2 separate regions of the Drosophila melanogaster genome follow, and region 2 is linked to region 1. A link is a contact called in public Hi-C data. All regions are on one chromosome and are shown on one strand. The core of a region is the stretch at or near the end of the contact, and the rest is flanking DNA. Distances in the headings are between cores, read along the strand shown. Region 1 holds the start of sau (sauron). Region 2 holds the start of daw (dawdle).

Region 1 (5,791 bases), core at 693-3,192:
AAAACAAATAGACGTGGTGCCAGCCACAAAGGCACATGTGTGCATTCCTATGTGGTACAAGCGAACAGCAATTGAGCGATAAAGCTGTGTGCCAAGTGAAATATAAAAACCGAATTCAATGGAGAAATGCGAATCTGCCTGTTCGCCATAATGGGTCACGTATGGATGATGGTTCGCATTTACGGACATCATCCCGCGCTATACGTAGATTTATGAATATTACAAACCTATGCAAATTAACCACTTATTGGAAAACTCGTTTGACGAAACCGTTCTCCGTGCTGCGCGGAGTGAAGTTCTCGAAGAGATATGTATGTATTTATAGCCACAACTGCCAACCGAAGAAGTATTAGAGCGCTATCTTTCCAACAACTAAGAACGTTGGCAACAATTCTAAGAATCTTTTTGATTTGGCACTGGAAGCAATTGCGCGATAGTGTAACACATAAAATAAACCTATTATATACTATATATAAATATATCATCACTTATTTGGGAAGTACATCAAAGTATTACAAAGGGCAAGTAATGGGTTCTATAGATTAGAATGAACGGCTGATTAGACCTTAACAGATGGAGCACACTATTAATTAATGCAAAAACAAAAGTGGTTAAGAAAATGGTGTTGGCAGTCTCACTGATTGCGCATTAGTCAGCAGGCTGGTCAAAAGATTTCATAGTGCATTGCTTAACAAACTGGAAAAGCTAAGAGAAGTGGCTAAGACATGGCATAAAATGTTTATCTGTAGGACAGATAAACATTGTTGCCCCCATAACTGAAGTGATAAGTTACCCCCCTGTATCCAATTTTCACTACGCCCCTGCTGGAAGATGGACTGCGTTGCACTTGGGGCCAAGCAAGAGGTTGCGAAAGAGAGAAATCGTGAGAGCGACAGAGAGAGAGAGACGTCGGTTAACAGGTGAAGAAGAAGCACTTATGTTGCGAAAGAAACCAATTAATTAGTGCATCCCAAGCAGATAAGAGATAAGGAGCACACCCACCTCCTTGTCCTTGAGTCCCAGCAGCAGAACCTCCTCCATGAGCGTTAGTCGTGTTTCCTTGGAGTCGCCATCGTCGATATTGTCCTCCTGGTCCTTTAGGTTGTCCAGTGCATCCTGGTTGTCGTCCGGCGTGTTGGCATTCAACCCACCCTCCGCCCCACCGTTTTCGCGGGGTTTCACCGAGCGACGCACCAATCCGTCGGAGCGATTCATTCCGGAGAGTTGGGTTGGGTAGTCGGGAAGTTCGGATCGATGGAGTTTTGGAGATGTGGGATGCGAGCGGAGCACCTATGTTTTTCTGCTGCTGCTCTTCTTCCTCTTTCCTCGTTTTGTGTGTGTGGCACAATTTGCTGACTCGACGTTGGGAGTTTCACAGTGTGTGTGTGTGTCTGTTTGCGCGAGTGCGGGTGTTTGCGTTTTTCTCTGTGTACTTGTGTCTTGTGTTTTTGTGTGTTGTTGTTTTCACTGACTCTTTTGCGCCCCCTTTATTTTGTATTCTTTTGCACACACGCACTTTTCACACTATCGCAAAAATGCAGGCCCTAAACTGCGTTTCGTTGTTGCTGCTTTGCTCGGCGTTTTTGCGCTGGGAACTCGACGGTTTGATTTACAATTTGGTGGCCCGTACTAATGGTGCATTTGCATTGGCCTTGCATTTACTGGGAATATGCGAGTGCCTGCGCGAAATAAGCTTTTTCCTATTATTTGTGTCTTTTGTCGACGTTCCGACGTGACATGATTTCCGCACTTTTCAGTACTGGCAATTTTCCAGACCTTAAGTGTTGGATAACGTTTTGCTTCTAGAGGTGCTGTTAAAACGAAATTAATTTAACTTTTACTCTTAATTTTTTGTAATTCAGCTTAATTTATTTAATCGTAAAGTTTTTGTTTGAATGATATTACAGTTCCTTGTCCATACTAAGGGTTTGGTAATGTTATGAATCCGAACCGATAGTTTGTCCGATAGTTGTAATCGCTGTATGACTCATCTCTAACGGAAACACAAAATAAAACCTACTACAATTTGTTGCATTTTGCCTAAATTCGTCACAAACACTGCCGTTAAAACGTTTATAATGTCCTACTTGACCAATTTCAACAGTGATACTGCCAAGCAAATTCTTATGGACATAATACGCTGTGTAAATCAGCCGGAAAACTCGAAGAAACTCTCAGAGGCAAAGGCTTCCGCTGGAAAAGAGATGATTCTCATGATGCAGCACGTAAATACCAAGCAAATCAAAACAAATAACCAAATAGTTTAACATAATACATTGCAGGTTTTTCCATTGGTGATGCAACTCCAACTGGAGGTCATTAAGGGTCATGGGTTTCCTGGAAACCGCGAGGGATTAGTCCAGTTCTCCCAGCTCATCAGAGAAATGGAAAGGGACGACATGGAAATCGTACGCCTGCGCAGTCAGATCCGCGCCATATACCTGCCCCCCATAGCTATAAACACCACCAACGACATCCTAATCTAAGCGTGGGGTAAATCCCCCAAACAAGACTGCAATTCTGCCCCCCGGTGGGTTTTTTAATATACTTTAAGCGACTTTTAATATTTGTAGCCCTTTTCATTTGAAGAAACTATATTCATTTTCAATTATGCCTTAACGTCATCTAGAAAATCTTATTTTCAAAGAATATTGAAATACTTCTCTAATACAGATTTCTGAAACAGGCCACCAAAATAGACTTAAGCTTGATATTCTTATAAAATGCATTTCTTTTGATAAGTTTGTGATCTTTTTTGTGTATTTTTTGTTGATGTACAAATGTTTTTCTTGTTCTTGCTAACAATAAGTAACATGGCAAAGGTTGCTATAAACAATTAAGGATCTGTGCCGTTCCATCGTCAGCTTTTAGGATCTAGGATATGTCGATCAGTCACGGCGATAAATTAAACAGTTTTCTTTCGTACCTATACAATAAGTTCCTTAAGAGCTATACTTTTATGTACACGTCAAGTAGTGAGCTGCTCGTCCAGCCTTCATCTTATAAACAATTAGGCGAGGATAATTAGTAACAATGTGAAATCCTAATGCGCGCTAGCACCATTTGTGGTGCTGGCATTATTGTTATTCCCGTTTTCGAGGTCTGTAGCCGTCAGTTTAGCCGGATTAATGTTTTTTATGTCGTTTCCGTTCAGTTTATGCTGCAAATGCTGCAGCTGCTGGGCGAGGTGCTCGTTCTCCGCCTGCGTAATGCTGTCAACATCAATGGACATCGACATAGGTGAGTGGGGCGTAAGCGGAGTCACTGGATTGCTGACGCACAACTCCTCAATGGTGGAGTCGCTGTTACTTGAGGGCGTCGAGGAGCGTGACCGCACTGGATACGAATCGTCCAGGGGCAGAGCAAAGCCCTGGGTGATCATCAGATCGGCAATATTTAGTTCAGAGTTGTCGGCTGGATCGAATAGTTCCACTCCGGGCAGCGGGGTTCCCTCCTTGGCAGCAGCACTTACAGCGGTGGTTGCCCGTGGACGCTCCTTGTAGGTCACCACTCGAGCAATCAGCTTTCTCCAATGTGCCACTACAAATGTTCGGTGTTTAGTCAAAAATATATCTAGCAACTGTTGCTGAAATCATACCCTCTGTCAGCTCTTCGAACTTTGCGATTGAAGACTTTGGCCACGTAATAGGCTCCGTCTGGATGGTAGATTTTACATTGGCCAAGAAGCATTCAACGGCTTGGAACCTAAAATAGTGAAATATAAATTTATGTCTATCCAATCAGTCGAACTGCTTACCTGAGCGTGAGGAAATCAGTGCGCAGCTCGCAGATATCAGCTGGCGAAATATATTCGCTATCTCCATAGTCCACGAAGTAGAGATCGATCACCTGCTCCTTTGGATTGTACTGGTTAGGCATAATGTCCACGATTTCTGCGCGATACCACTTCTCGTCGAACTTAAACACGGCTGCCACAATCTGACCCACATATGGAGCAGTCAGCACGTGCTTGGCCCTGTTTTCAGCACTACTATAATAGCTGGTCATCTCCTGGACCATGCTATCGAGCTTCTTGGACTGCGGTCCGATAAGCTGAACCCAGAATTTAGTGGGCGAGGCCACCGCGGAGACATAAACCTCCATTGGCTTACCCTCGCCCTTGGAGGCCATTAGCTTGTCTCTGGGCTGAGTGTGAGAGCTTAGGGATGTCTGGGAGGAGTACATGCTGGACGCAATGCTGTTGGTGGGAGATCTGCGGGGCTCCCGACGCTGTTCCACCTCCTCCATGGACCGCACGAGTTCCTCATCCTCCTCTATCTGATCATCCAGCATTTTTCGGGCTATGTTCACTTGCTTTTGATTGCCGATAATCGTAATCTTGGCCTTTCCATTCCGCCCATTTAAATCGATATTCAGCTTGGCTAGCGAACTGCTCCGGATCTCCTGGAGGAGCTCGCCGCCGCGTCCGTTAATTTTGCTGGCCAGCCTCTGGGGCACCTGCAGTTCCACTTTCACCACGGGCGCACGTTCAATTTCCTTGATAAGCAGAGCTCGAGCCGCCTTAACCGCATCGGGAACGCCGCTAATGTCGCAGAATTTGTGGCCACTGTCTTTGTCTCTGGAGGAGAAGAATTTGATTTTTGTTAGTCAGGTTTAATTCCTGGGTCGATAATTTTCAAATCCAATTACCGTAATCTTATCTTGGCCAGGGTCTTTTCTTCAATCAACTTGATATTGGATCCACCGCGACCCATTATCAGGGGCACATGCTCGTTGTCCACGACGATTTTGAGGCACACTTCCTTCTGGGGCTTCTGTTCCTCTGTCTGTCCTCTAATCCCGGATGCCGGCCGTTGGCCACCTGAGTCCGCTTCCTCCTCGTCGTTTCGAGTCTTGAAATAGGCATATAGCATGGCGCCCCCAAGGGAGCATAGTCCGAAGCCCAGAAGTAGTTTGTAGGTGGGCGTGGCACCGAAAGGCGTGTTGCGCAACATGTTGATTAACTTGTTGTGGGTGGATTTGCGTAGAGCTGGGTGTTTGGGGCAGCCTTTTCAAGTCTGCCTTTCGAGGTTTTCGAAAACTGAAATAAAATATTTCTGGTCACAACATTACATATCAACAGTACGAGCAACTAAATCCCACTGAAACAACTTAAAAATAAATAAAAAGCATTAAGACCTCTTTTCAAGGCCTCTTTAATATGTTAATATCGTTGCGTGTGCTTGGGAACACAAAAATAGAACAAGTTCAAGACCATCTGATGTCCCAAGTCGACTGGTACGAGCATTAATGTCGTCTTATGGAATCAATAAAGGCCTACGGGTACGCAGTATCGATGTACACTCCCCCTTTTCTTATGCAATCCTATCACTCACTGGATATCAGTTTTGACAAATAGCCCAAGACAAGCAATTCTAGCCGCAAACAAACGAATTTTGGCACACAATTCGCGAGTGACTTCATAATTGAAATTGCTTAGGTAGACATTGCACGGAATAAATAGACAAGTGACGTTATTGGGGTACACTAGCCCACATAATTCAGCCACTTACAGCGATTAATGCATTGCCTGGCGGATTTCGCCATTAAACTGCGAATTTTTGTGCCGATTGAAGAATCGAGCAATTCCAAGACAAAACGAACAAATACTCTGATATGTTGTTTTGAAGCAAAATTCAAGATTTGCTTTAAATAGAAAAAAAAATCTATTTAAATTAAAGATGGAAAAACTCTTCCGATTTCCATCGCATATAATATATGCATGCATATGTGTATCTACTATTCCACTTGTTGAGTCTCAATAAATCGCGATATTTCCGAGCTTTGCACT
Region 2 (5,686 bases), core at 586-3,085, 580 kb before region 1:
AAGTTTAGTTTTACGTGTTCCCATAAGTTACATAAGGTATTACACTTTTCCAGTGGCCCTTTTCCAATTTAAATGACGTCCTGGCCTTCAGCATATGTCGCACCACTTATCAACTCATCGCATATTTTTCCACAACCTACGTAGATTGCCACGTTCCAAAATCTGCTCCATTTTGTTTTTTCCAACACAACCAACCTGACGTCGATTAAAGCGACTGGGGGCCACATAATGACGGATCAGATCGGATGGGATGGGATCTGATAGAATGGATGGGGATCGGATCAGGAAGCAGGGCTTGGATTGTAGCACACACGCGACATGTGACACGTTTTGTACGTACTCTTCGTTTTTGACGTAACTCGAGCTGTCCGCACTGCACTGGACTTAATGACTGACTTGACTGACCGACTTATCAAAGGCAGGAATCGAAGCCGAGGCGTGCGACTGCGATGTGATGGGGGCCCGCGGAAAAGGGGTGCCGCTGGGAAGGGGGACAGAAGTTGAAGAAGGTCATTTAACGCCCGGCAGTCATGGCTACGTCATCGAGCACGCCACCAGCGCGTGATCAGAAGCAAAAGCTGTAGTGAAGACTCCGCGGTTGCCATGTCGATGCAAATCGGAGCAAAAAACTGCTGTGCCTGTGAATGGGGAGTTGGGGGTCTGGCGATGCGTCGATTGGAGGTGCAAAGTACAGCCGCTTGATGGAGATGGCTTCTTGACTAAGCGACTCTGCTTGGGGGTTTTCCATGGGCCTGCCCGTATCATTTTCGCATTAATTACGGGGCAGCTGGGACTGGATGTGGGGCTGGGACTCGGACTTGGAGTGGGGCTATCGTAATTGCCGGCAATTATCACTTGCATTTCTTCTTCGCGCGCAGCAGTTGAATGCACTGCGACAAAAACACGGCTGCTTCCATCGGTTTTTGGCAATAAATCACGGCGATCACGCCGTTCTCGCCGATCAGCGGTTGGGAGCATGCCACGATCTGGACTTTGGAACCGCTCACGGAGATTGCCCCGATTGCCAGAAGCCAGAGGCCCGAAGCGTCGCAAATTAATCTGCCATAATACTTTTCTCGCCACACGCTCATCGGCGATGCTACCATAAATCAAGTGCAGGATTAAATAAGATCATCATTGGTAGCAACTAAATTTGGCCAATGACTCTCGACGTGGCCGAAATTCGCCAAGAGCTTTTGGAGGTTATGCGCCTGGGTTATAGGCTCGAAAACTATCAATCAATCAATCGGTGATAGATAGGCCTCTGATCGATAAACCATTCACTGCATGATTAGTTTTTAATTACGGCATGATATTCCAAAAGCGAAACTAGAAACTTCCCTGCGATTTGGTAATAACTGATATTGAGCATTAGACTGCTAAAAAAAATATACAATTTCTAGTATCCCATGTTGAGGCTGATTCCATAATTCACATTTTTGGCACTTTTATTTAAACTTCTTACACAATAAGCCCTTGTGTTATGTAACTCACCCAAATTAATAATCCATTGTCAAAATGCTTGAATAACTTAGCACATTGTTTGCAATCTTCTGCGAAAAGGGATGCTTATCAAATGTCCTTGAGTGATTCTACAATCGATTGTCCGTTTATTTGTTTTCGCAAATCACTTTCGCAAACTCATTATTGTTTTGAATTTCACCACTTGAACTTGATTTCCTCAAAATGACGAGCTGATATTTCGCTGAGCAAAAACAAATGTTTTGAAGAAACATAAAGTATTATTCGTTCACACCAAGTTTCATGTACGATTTGCACGATTTGAATAATTTTCGATCCGATCGTTGGGAACGTCTGCGTGTGAATAATTCGACGATGGGCGGCGCAGCGGCCACAAAAGCCTGGAGCGGTACGACTAACGGTATCTGTGGGGAGCGGTATGGGTGTGAGTATGGGCCTGGGTATGGGTATGGGTATGGGTATGGCCCACTCTTCGGGCGGCAGACAGTTGAGTTTCAGTTTGTTTGATAACAGACACGCCGCCGATCATTGGCGCACTCCGCTGCTCTGCGTTTTAAGCGATGCGCAATTCTACTTTGCTTCCAGCAAGTGCGACAGAGAGAGAGAGAGGGAGAGCAGGGAGAGCCACTGATAATGGGTGGCTTTCCCCCCTGGCCCACACAGCAGCGTTTTAGGTCCGGTTGGCTCCCATCCGATCGCCTCCTGCATCGAACACCCACGCCGCTCGAGGCTGGAGCATCGAACAAGTTCGCTGGCCGGCGCTACATGTTCGATGGCCGTTCGTGAGTTCGAGCTTGTTGGGAATGAGGATCGAGCCCCAGCATTCGTCACCCAAAAACGTGAGCTGACGTCGTGCCGGTGGGGTTTTATCGCTCGATCCAACCGGTCCAAAGTTCAGCGGCAGTCCAGTCCAGCGGATTGCCTTTGACTTTCCCTGATAGCCGACATTGCCTAATGGCGATTGGTTCTCACAGCCAAAGCGATACCATCGCTTTCTTTTGATGGCCCAATGTCTATTAATAAGCGGTACTAGCGAGAGGTATGACTAAAATTGACGTATAACCATGAATGCTAGAAGAAAGTACATATGTATCATCGAAGAATATGCAAACAATGTCGTGTAAAAGACTGAACAATTAGATGTAATATAACGAATGAACTAAGTATACTCAATTTCAGACTCCACCCTACGTATGCCTTCCTGTTTTTGTTTAGCTCTTGGCCAGCTAATCGCTTTCCTCTTGACCAATTTACGATGTGGCTTTTACGACGTTTGGGGTTTCTTGTTTTTAACTTGCTGGCTGCTTCAATTGATTACCATGTGTGATATCATAATTTTGAAGTTTTCACGCCCGTCGAGCATGGGTCTCTTGAGATTACCTCGGAGGACAATAGTATGTAAATGGCTAATATTAATTAAATGCTGGCTCTGATTGCGTATCGCTGTGTTTCACTTTCAAACCTCATGCCAATCGACTGATTAAGTCCGTTCCGAGTTTTGTTTACCTTGAGATTTCACAATAAAGCATTCACCTCAAATATAATGCGATGGAATCGCACAATATACCTTTCGTGATTTGTATACTCAGGATCGAGGCAAAATCTCACTCGAAACGTCTAATTTTTAAATGTGGCGCGCGTGCTGAAAAACACGTCACAATGCACGGCTTATCGTGGCCGGGCCTCTGGAATTTCAGTTTTTAATTAAAACAGTGTTTTGGTGTCATAATTAAGTCAACAATATATGATGCTTATACCCTTGATAGGGGTACTATGACTTTAGTTACACGTTTGAACTGCAAGCTTAAAGTTACCTTAAACATCTAAAGATTCATTCTAATATTTTCTGAACTATTCATCGCTTCATTTGATTATAAATGGCCTTATTCGTCTAGACTTTGGCCTTGCATTTGATCAGGAAAATTCTATGACTGTCTAGTGAGCATTTGATTCAAATTACAGATCAGGAAAGTAAAGTCTAAGAATGTGAACTCAAAAAATAGAGTTATTGAAACGATTTGAATCTATTTCTACTATTCCTGGTTTAATAGGTTAAGAAGAGGGCCAGCAGAACAAAGTCTTCTGATTACAGAGGATTTCTTGTTGACAACCGGAAAGTAGCCAGACAAAACACAAATATACACTGTTTTTTATATATTCATTTTGATAACCATTGATAACACCCACGACTTTCGATTTAATTATAAAAAGTAATTTCAAAAATCATTAAAACGTAGATTATTAGAGTATATATTGCATAGTAAAAAATTAATCGAGGCTGCAATATGTGTGAATATATTTTTATTATTTTAAATTGCAATTTTATTTGAAAACTGCCTGATACATCGCCAAAAAAAAACACTTTTAATTTGTCATAGTTGCTGAAAATTACACTCAAAACTCATAACTTAACCCAATAAAATATAAACAACAAGTATCTATTTTAATCACAGTGTTGAAAATGACTAAGCACCCATCGAAATTAAAGGCACTAATTAAAGCTGAAAACTAATTAGCAAACTAATTAACACTTTGAGGCCTTTCGACCGAACAGGTGTGACTCCGATTGTGGTCTGTTCATGTGAACTGAGCGTGGATCCTCAAGGAGATAATCGAACTGGAGCCAAAAATAATTCAACAGCTCGGACTACAAGAAGTGAAATTAATTAAAATTTTTAGCTGAATAAGGGGCCACTTAATCAGCTCGCTGGGGAAACTTTCCGTTCGCTCTGTAAGTGCGAACAAATTGATATTGAGCGTAGTAATTGCGGAGCCATGAACGGAATTGACAACTTGGACTTTGGAGCACTCGAGATGAGGCGCCTGCATCTACCCATCCCTCCATCCATCCCTTCATCCATCCATCCATCCAACCATCCATCCAGACAGACAGGCTAGACGAGATCGGGCGCAGATCGAAACTGAGCCGCGCAAGTGAATATCTTTTGGTGGGACCAAAGTCCACTTACGAGTCATGCGCCAGTCGTGTGTGAACCAAATTCGAATCTTATTTTATCGAATCGTCTCACTCAATTCACTCAATCATCTGGGCTGCACCCAAAGCAATTAGCCAAGGCGTCCGAGTGCCAAGGCGTCCACGCATGCACCTCGTGTCTGCCGGAATTTCGAGTTCCCAACCGCTCGAGATGATGAACGCGCCAACCCGTGACGTTGCTCCTCCGCCAGATGACGATGATGACGATGACGACGACGACGTCAAGTTGCCTTTGTTGTCACCTCTTTTTGCATTTGTTGAAAATAGCACAACGCTCTTTATCGCCGACTAGTGTGGCGAAGCGACCCGATCTAAAATTAGCATCCACGAATATAGCGTTTCATTTCCACTTATTTTCGAATTGATGTGGTCAGTTTTTATGGCCCCCGAGTGACACTCGAGCCAATCCGTACCACATGCCCAAAGTTTGCGGGACAGGTGCTAATGAATGGTATATCTAGATTGTATAAGAATTAGTGCTTACTTGGAAAACGGAAAGATTATTCGGGTGCGCTTTGTTTAGTTTACAATTAGAATGATATGATGACGCTATTGGTACATATTCATAAGTAACTAAGAAGCCTTGACAAATTTTGTGATTTAAACTGATAAAAAAACCAATTACACAGCATTAATGATAATTAATTTGTCAATGGTTTCTGTGGCAGATAAGCTCATTAGGCATTAACCAATCGACCTTTGTCGCACACGTTGGAATCCAAATATATTTGCCAAGAATTCGAACGCAATCTACGTGATTCATGTATTCATACAGCGAAGACAAAGTCTAAACCTGGTGAAATTATCAGCTATTTCATGTAGATTAGAAGAAGTGAGAACTTCAGTTGTGCCTATTGCACATCTGGATTGTGAGTATAAGCACTTGATAAGGTGCAAGTGCCGAATAAACCACATATGCAAAGCAAATAAAACCAATGGCCATTATAGGTGGCACGTGTAGCCTTGCCATAACCTCGACCACCAAAACGATTGATACCACACGGAATCAGAAACATAACATAGGAAAAAACCAAACATTCGCTGATTGCGAGTCTAATCGGGTGATGCAGGCGGAAAGAACACTATTTTTTGGGGGTGGGAAACTTCGCATTACCTCATCAAAGTTGCCCCAAACCAAACCAAAGCAATCATGCCAATTGCCCCAATTCAAATCGATTAGTCTCGATGACACAGCAACCCCAATAATGC

What was found. A called contact is a pair of places that touch in the nucleus more often than the background predicts.
Region 2: a contact with region 1 is called in a Hi-C map of the Kc167 cell line, with 8 times the contacts expected there. A contact is called at or near these places in 2 of 107 Hi-C or Micro-C datasets (the D17-c3 cell line and the Kc167 cell line).

What each region holds. Positions count from the first base shown.
Region 1 is chr2L:2,222,493-2,228,283 of dm6, reverse strand. sau (sauron) reads right to left here and starts at 1,942. Exons shown (of 5, transcript NM_001014460.3): 1 at 1,003-1,942. The coding sequence starts at 1,215. It overlaps papi (papi,), which reads right to left. Exons shown (of 5, transcript NM_164461.2): 2 at 4,651-5,041; 3 at 3,758-4,579; 4 at 3,599-3,705; 5 at 2,740-3,540. The coding sequence starts at 4,955. The coding sequence ends at 3,044. CG15387 reads left to right here and starts at 1,990. Exons shown (of 2, transcript NM_001103588.2): 1 at 1,990-2,225; 2 at 2,283-2,739. The coding sequence starts at 2,079. The coding sequence ends at 2,486. It also overlaps asRNA:CR44114.
Region 2 is chr2L:2,801,410-2,807,095 of dm6, reverse strand. It overlaps daw (dawdle), which reads right to left and starts at 1,835. Exons shown (of 5, transcript NM_001273038.1): 1 at 1,495-1,835.